Linked DNA regions of Zea mays: region 1 is linked to region 2. The links are chromatin contacts, called in public Hi-C maps. All regions are on one chromosome and are shown on one strand. Each heading gives the region's core, a stretch centred on a gene start, on an enhancer-like site or on the middle of the called end of the contact. The rest is flanking DNA. Distances are from core to core; before and after follow the strand shown.

Region 1 (4,134 bases), core at 1,114-3,613, 360 kb after region 2:
ACTCTTTTGACTAAATCTATCGAACTTTCTAGTTGGACTTCAAAGGCACTTGCTACAGAAATTGGCATACCTATGGATTCTCTTAACAGAAGAATAAGTTTCTGGACAAGCAAGGTCTGGCACACATGTATCAGCGGATAATTGTTGCTTTATTTTTTTTTATGTGAAATATGCTTGTCATCATGCAGAACATGCTAACATGACTGTTGGAGCATAATCATTATTATTGTATATTGGCTGTTGCTGATAGCTTCTGTGATGTGATGATATAGGGGGTCCTGACTGAATCAGCAGGACCAGATGCCGATGATCGCACCTTCACTGTTGTCGATAGCATGTCTGATGTCAACAAGGACAGTATTGTGAATGAACGCATGGCAGAGTATCAGATGACTGAGGAGGAAGGTGAAAGCTCTGTGGCTTCAGTGGAGGAACAGCTTAAGAAAGAAATGACAGTCTACGAGGTATGGCTCAAAATGAAATACTGAATAAATACGTTTACATTTTGTTTGTGCTCACCTTTCAAACATTGGGACGCTGTACGCACCGCAGAAATACATCGTCGGAATGCTAACAAATTTTGGGAGTATGTCGCTGGACAGGATACATAACACTCTAAAGGTAATGGCACAAAAGATGGTTGGTCGGCATTCCCCTTATCTGATATACTGGTTTTTTTTTATGTTTCACATTTTGATCTCTTTTCATTTTTTTTTCTCATTTTGCAGATGTTTTGTATTGCCGAGCCATCGTATGACAAGTCGCTGCAGCAGCTGCAAAGTTTTCTTTCTGGTCTAGTAGCAGATGAAAAGCTAGAAACGAGGGATGGGCTGTACTTGCTAAAGAGGTAGCAGCCGTTTCTATACTAGGATAGTGGGTTGTTAGACTAGGGTTGTACACTTGTACTATTTGCTAATGAGTTGTTTAGACTAGAGATGTCAGGTAATCAGATATAACACACTTCATTATCAAAGCTATGTTATCGGGTTCAGAGGCAGCTTACATATCCTATCTCACATCCTCCTTTATTTTAAACTTCATTATGTAAACAATGACTATGAAGGTGTTACTATGGAGGTATTTGAGATGGCTCTAGGTTCTAGATCCAGTATGGAGCTGTAGTTTATGTCAGTTTATTTAAATAGTTTTAAAGTATTTATAATCTAAATAATAAATAAAATAATTTAACTAAATGTTTTTTAAAGTCTTATAACTCTAGATTCACGATTTTCTGAAGCATCTGATTTGTTATACCAACTCTATCAATTTTTTTGAGCTAAAATTGTCCCAAACAAGATCTATATACACAATTTGCTAGAGGCAGATGCTGACGTCAGGCTACGACTCCCTCTCCCCTCTTCCACGTGTACGAACGGGGATGAGCCGTCCAACGACGTCATCTCCCTAAGTCCCTTTCCATGGAATATTAGGTGAGAGAAAAATCTCATCGGATGTAGGAGATGTAATCTCTCATTTGTTAATGACTGTGATTATTTACGAAATTAATCTATTCTAAACTTCTTAACCAGAAAACAATGCGTATTGCAATAGCACAAATACGAATATCGTACATTTTTTAACTCCAAAAATTTATTGTATATGAGTTAAATAGCTTAGTTAAAACATAAAGGGAAGCCAAATAGTGGAAATGATTGGATAAGATAAATAGGGAGAGTAATAAAAGAGGGGATGTATTTAAAAATAAATAGAAAGTATGAATAGAGGGAAATGAGAGTAGGAATGGTTGGAATCAACCTTGTAGCACTTAGCATTCACTATCGCAAGTTATTATTGCTATTGTTACACCCCTATCCAATACGTGAATAGTTATGTGACGATGTGGATAGTTTCAATAATAATAAAAATGCTAAGGTAGTGATTTGGACCATGATAAAGAATGATAGGGTGATTAATGATATTATTTTTAACTGTATGAGAACTAGTTGACATCATAAAATATAAGACAGTCTACAACAGTTTACTCATATGATCATAAAAAACTGGTTTGCACTGTAGATTATACTGTTTACATAGTAAAGTTTAAATATATGGATGATGATGGTTAAGCTACTAGAGATAACCTAATAATACACTTTGTGATCTGCTATGCAACTAATTTATTATAAAGATGTGAAATGAGAATCGTATCTTTATAAAACATCTTTATAAAACAGAGAGTGAAGGTCCACACCAAATAACACTTCCTTTCCTTATCATTAGAAAAATAGATTTGAATTAAAAAAACAGCATATTTAGTGTAAAAACTATTAGCACACTAATATACTAACACCAAGTCTTGTCCATCAGATTCACTATCTACGATTGAGTTAAATCCCACGCACATCCTATCATACGAAGACTTAGTTCTTTAGAAAATAGTTTAGGAGGAGATGATATTGCACTAAGTCATAGATGCTGAATTTGATGAACAAGATTCAATGTTACTGTATTAACACCTTAATTATTTTTACACTATGTTGTCTTTATAGAAAACTACTGTAACGCGCATCCTGGAATCTTAATCCAGATATGGGAAACCGTTGTTTAGCCCACTTTCCAGTACATTTTGCGGGCTGCAGGCCCACGCACGCGCCACTCGGGGCCCAACGAAACTGGCGCCGCGACGAATCCTCTCGCCGGCTGCACCATGGCCGGGAAGAGCGAGGGACGCTCCCGTGGTCGAGGGTTGGGATACCGATGACTCTGTGTGTGTGCGCGCGCGCGCCCCAAGTCCAGTCCAAACATCCATCGGTAGGGATGGGACTGCCTAGTCGAGGAGAAGCTTCGCTGGCGCCGCGCCGCCCCGCATTCGTCGACGAGGTCCGTTCCTGCTCAGGTTTATCCCACTCCGCGTTCATCTCTTCCGTGTAACAATAGAGGGATCGAACAAAATGCAAGTGACGGGAAACCGAGCAAACCAGTGATTCTCCTGGAGGGAAGCATGCAACGGGGCCGCCAGGCCGGATGCTGCGTTTTTGTTTGTAGCTCGCAGACTTCGATCTGCTTGATTTCACTGACGTGCTCATCGCAGAGGCATTTTCGACTGTTTCCACGCGGTTGGCGATTAGCTTTGACTCCACTCAGCTGTAACAGTCCAGCGAAATTTCCGTCTCGTCATCTTTCCTAGATGCCTAGGCACGAGACAGGAGTCACAGGAGTCCACATCTGTCTTCCACTATGCTCTGTCGTTCTTCTCTCCTATACTTTCTTACACCTCTTTCCTGCTAGCTACTAGGGACCTTTGTCCTTTTGCTTCAGTGATAAGTAAGGAACAATCTGTGGGTGGATAACAAAGCTTGACCTGACTCAGAGACTCGGAATCTTTGGCTCTTGCCCCCGCGTCTTCTGGGAAAAGACGCTAAAGGTAACCAGCATGAACTAATAACTGGGAAACTGCATTATGCACACGAAATTAAGCACCAGTGTAATGAGTGATCAGTTAATCAGAAATTTGTTTTTTTATTTGTAATTTGGGTTGTATGCACTGCAATTCATTGCAGTGGATAAGATGGTTGGGAATTGCAGATATTCATGCTAAATCACTGTTTAAACGATTTTCATTCACAGTTCGACAGGCCCAGTGCTGCCGGCTCCCATATGAGTGGGGTAGTAACCGAGCCAAGACTTAATTCCGTGGTACATTCTACATAGAGGCTTCATCGAACTCAGGACCTTTGGCTTAATGGAAAGGCCTGTCACCATTGCGTCAGGTCTGTCCTTCATTCACAGTTGCTATTTTGAAAATATTTCATTTGATGGTTAGAGAAAGCTTTAGGATTAATGGAATTTTGAGGTTGAGGTTTCCTCCAAAAGAACAAAAAAGGAAAAGATGTGAAATAATGGAAAGGAAAGCAGTCTACCTAACTTTTTTTTGCATTGTTATTAAAGGTGGCTGACCAAGACAGCTTGACTTGACTCCCACCTTCCATGAAATGCACTGGCACTCAGCCAAAAGACTTCAGGAGTTCGACACATACATTGAATCGCAAAATCAATATTTACATTACTTCACTCCATTACGATTCACAACAGCTAAAGCCGCTCCATGACCATGGGCACAGTTGTCGGTGAGATGCTTGCATCGGCTGTCCTGAAGGTGGTCATGGGGAAGCTTGGTGCGGTTATTGGGCCTGA
Region 2 (4,636 bases), core at 226-2,725:
AAACATAGAACAGAGCTTCACGAGAGAAAGAAGGTGCATGACGAGCTGTTGCTGTTCAATTTCTTGAACAAGTAGTACTGTTGCTGTTCAATTTCTTGAACAAGTACTAGCTACATATTATCATTACAGGAAACAGTAACCTTTTGGCACCGAAAATCACAACAAATGGCAAGGAGAATATATGATTCCAAACAACATATCAAATTCTCACATAAACTGGAACAGGTCGCTTGTAACAATTACCAAGAGTTCTTCAGGTTCACAGACAGGACAGCAAAATTAACTACGGCAACAGGACCAAACCACCACTTCTGAGATCCAGATGACACACACAACTCTAGTCGAACAGGGAGAATCCCATGTCGTCGTCGCTCTCTTCCTTCTCCTCTTCCTTCTTCTCCTCCTTGGGAGCCTCGGCAGCAGCACCACCAGATGCAGCAGCACCGCCGCCGCCACCTCCGCTCACCATCATTGCACCACCACCGACAGCACCGACGATCACCTGCGCAAGATTTAAAGTATTGAACATAAGGTGGTGATGACAATGGACAATCCAGCAGAAACGATTCACGCAAACATAGAAAGCCTAGACATCTAATCATCATAAACACTACCACGTTCAATTCAGGTGTGGGTTAATCATAGAACTTACACACCACAGTCAGCCAAAGCGCAAGCATAGCAGTTTTTTTACATTGAAACCTAGTTAATTTTGATATTTTCTAACAAAAACTAACAGCTAAAACACAGTAACGTAGCTAAAGTATATAGGTGGTGGCTGACATATAACACAGTTTATATAACATAAACGAGGAATGGGCTTGAATTATGCAGATCAGCAACAACACAGAATTCTACTATGGCCAAAAGGGAACACTTCAGGCAACAGTAATGGCCAAAGGAGAACACTTCAATCTATAGTTATATACCAATTACCAACAAGACAATAGTTCTATGCCAACAAGACAAATACAGCATCACCAGCTCCAACACTATAAGCTGCTATGCTACACAACATCAGATTCTCAAAACGATAATATCAACCTGACAAACCTATTGCTCTACAGACGCGATCAGCCGAAACAGTGGCAAGTCGAGATACTTCACTGCCGAATACAGACAACTTCGCATATACATCTATATACTGTATAAACGTTAGATCCGGTGGATCCAGAAGGAATGCGTCGGCGAACAGACCTGGAACACGGCGGAGCTGGGGGTGACCATGGAGAAGGACGACTGGACGCCGTAGGCAGAGTCGGCCGCGGAGGCGGCAGCGACGAGGCGGCGCTGCAGCTCGTATGGGGTAGCGGCGGAAGCCTCGATCTCGCCGGAGTGCTGCTTGGCGGTCCACTCGCCGCCGTTGTTGCGGCACACAAAGGTGTAGACGCCCATGTCGCTTGTTCCCTGCGTGCGCAGCGGCGGCGGAGGGAGAGAGGAAGGGGGTCGGAGGCTTTGGGGATTTGGGAGGCTGCTGGGTTGAAACCCTAGCAATGGGTGGGTTTATGTAATGGTTTCTTGGGAGCCCATGGAACCTCGTGGGGCCGGGCCCGCGTTTATGGGCCAGGCCAAGATTATATGGGCTTAGTTAGTTTAATGCTTCGCCCAACATCAATGAAACACGAAAGGACACAAACATGTGCATAAATTCTGGGATAAAATCCTTTTGACCCCTCAAATCTCATGATCGTGTTTTTTACCTCTCATTTATAAAACCAGATTTTTATACTTTCTTAATTTTAATTTTTTTCTATCTAAGTGGTTATGGACTGTTGTTTTATTCCATACTAGTCGGTTGTTCGTGCGTTGCGACGGCTTACAACAACACTCATGTAAACTATCCACAAAAAAAAATCAATATTTTTTATTGATTGTCTCCGCTCTCCGTATAATATTTTTTTGATTTGGCTAACTGATGTTATTATTTACTTCATCCAATATGTCTTGATACAACACGACCAATAAAGTGAGCGATTAGAAGAGAGTTCACAACGACTGATTAAACATACAGAGACTATATAATTATATAATTCCACCATACATAGACCAAATAAGAGAAAGTTTGTGAGCTCAAGTTTCTAAATTAAGTCACGTGAACTCAAACTTATAAAAAAGATAGATCAAAATATGGAGTGGTTGCTAAAGTTATGCATCAATAAAGACTGTGTGCGCTCCATGTAAATTATGCTACTTCGTAGCAATTACTAACGTTTTAAACCAACAAATAACCTTTCATTTTACTGTTAGTGTGACAAATCATTATTGTCGCATCCAATTCAGCAACCTCAAACACCATGAAGTCAATTGCGCTAATGTGGTCTTAGAAATGACTTAATGCTTGCAAGAGCCAAGAACGTTGTGTCGTGCTTGGGCTGTAGCCTCGGTCCGTACTGCTGGTCCGGCCCGACACAAATTTTTTTATTTTACAAAAAAAACATATATACATATATATAATTTATATTCAATATTAAAAACATCTAATCATGATGTTTTACTGGTTAGATAGCTTTACCTAGTGTCTTCTGCCCTTCTTTCATCAAGGCATGAGTTCAAACCCTATCTCTTGCACTATTTTTTTAATATTTTACGCTAATTTAATCAAACAGACAGATGGGAGTTGTGGCCCGCTGGCGTCTGGCCCAGCCGTCGTTTGGTCATCTATAGGCGTGCAGCGGATTAATCTGAAATGGTTGTGAGGGGTTATTTGTAAAAAGATGACGCGGGACGACCGTTGGTGCTTTAAGCGTTTGGATCCCTTCATTTTAGAGGAATTGGAATACACTCAATAAAGTAACTTATTTAGTTTGGAATTTAACATTCAACCACTTTTCAAAGTTCAGATATAATCCTATCTCAAATTCATGCGGTGGAGGGTGAGAAATGATTTTATGTATTAGTAGAATTTGTTTCTACTCTATAACTTACATGACACTCCTCGTCTCACTCCTCTCTAGTAAAAAATGTAGTACATAAATATCTCTAACATCTTGCTAATAATAGTATACAAATATATTTTGCATAAAATCGAATTAGCTTAATTGATATATGCGTAAATTACTATTATTAGAATGGAATTCAATTCCAATAATTCAAATGGGGCGTACATGTATTTTAAAAAATATCCAAAAAAACCGTGTAGTCGAAATCTCAAAAATCTTTTTTATTAGTGTTACAAAGCAGGCATAGACCATTTGTTTTAGAAAAAAATGAAATCAAATTCATGTTTTCGTACCGAATATGTATTTCAACCACGAGTATATTAGTTATAGGCCCTGTTTGTTTCGGCTTCTGGCAGCTTCTGGCCACCAAAAGCTGTTGCGGACTGCCAAACGCTTAGCTTTTCAGCCAGCTTCTATAAAATTCGTCGGGCCAAAAACTATCCAAAATCAACATAAACACATAATCGGTTGAGTCGTTGTAATAGTAGGAATCCGTCACTTTCTAGATCCTGAGCCCTATAAACAACTTTATCTTCCTCCACACGTAATCGTAATAATACTCAGATTCTCCCTACAGCCAGATTCTCCCCACAGCCGGATTTTCAGAAAAGCTGGTCAGAAAAAAGCTGAACCAAACAGGCCCATAATCGTATCTATTAGCCCTGTTTGTTTGGTTGGAATTGAATTTTATTCTAATAATCATAATTTAGGCACAAACTAATTAAGTTAATATATATATATATATATATATATATATATATTACATATAGTTGTATATTATCCTAAATAATATGAGAGAGATAATTATACACTACACTTATGCTATAGAGAAGTAAGTAGAAAAGTATGTTATAAGTTATACATTAGAAAAATAGTGTATAAATTTATAGTTACAATTTTCATATCTCACCCCATGAATTCTAGATAGGCTTATATATGAACTTCGGAAAGTTGTGGAATGTTACATTGTAAAAAATAGCATACTCCATATATTAGTTTGATTCCAATTTCTCAAAATAAAGGGAAAAGTGGAGCTGTCAGACAAGTTTTCTACCGAATCTGATTCAGAGATAGAAAATTTTAGTTTCAGTATTGTTTGCCTAACTTCAGAGCTCTGTTGTGTTTAATCCTTGGGGTTATAGACTATGGTTGCTATAGAAAAGTTGGAGAACTATGTTGGGTGAGTACATCTTATTAAGAAACTTCACCCTGGAATCATTTAGAACTGAGAGAAAAACCTATTCAAATATAGATTGTCAGACCTGTGTTGTCTGAACTTAAGTTCAGTTAACTGGAAACCTGAGTGCAGTGAATTTTGTTGGACTTTGGAGCTCTTCGGTACCTAATCCATGGAGTTTTGGGCTAAGGTTTCTATAGCAAAATGGAAGATCATAGAAAGGTGAACAAATTTCTTGAGGTGAGTTTGGCCTGGTGCTGTGCAAAAGTTGGATAAAAATGCCCCCAAAGTAGGAATCAGATCCTCTACAGTCGAGGTCCTTGACCTGTCTATACAGTCGGCCTGATCCAACCATCAAGCAGCAATCCTACGACACCCTCCCAGATGGCTTCTCTCCTACCCGAGACGCACGGCCTGGCTCGCGCGAGAGCCATGCCCGACACTGGGCCTCGGCCCAACAATGCCGGGAGTCCTCATCTTTTACCGCGAAACAACACCTTTTGGCGGGCACCTCGCGTTT

What was found. Hi-C and Micro-C count contacts between places; a contact is called where the count stands out from the background.
Region 1: a contact with region 2 is called in a Hi-C map of ear, with 1.8 times the contacts expected there. The contact joins the promoter of LOC103626411 here to the promoter of LOC542339 in region 2. A contact is called at or near these places in 7 of 25 Hi-C or Micro-C datasets (bundle sheath, ear, endosperm and 3 more).

The regions. Positions count from the first base shown.
Region 1 is chr5:59,058,869-59,063,002 of Zm-B73-REFERENCE-NAM-5.0, forward strand. It overlaps LOC103626411 (putative disease resistance protein RGA3), which reads left to right and starts at 2,364. Exons shown (of 8, transcript XM_008646817.4): 1 at 2,364-2,820; 2 at 3,568-3,710; 3 at 3,889-4,134. The coding sequence starts at 4,046. LOC103626410 (anaphase-promoting complex subunit 2) reads left to right here. Exons shown (of 16, transcript XM_008646815.3): 13 at 33-114; 14 at 273-464; 15 at 553-621; 16 at 729-1,111. The coding sequence ends at 851.
Region 2 is chr5:58,703,874-58,708,509 of Zm-B73-REFERENCE-NAM-5.0, forward strand. It overlaps LOC542339 (acidic ribosomal protein P3), which reads right to left and starts at 1,476. Exons shown (of 2, transcript NM_001111919.2): 1 at 1,198-1,476; 2 at 23-502. The coding sequence starts at 1,395. The coding sequence ends at 338.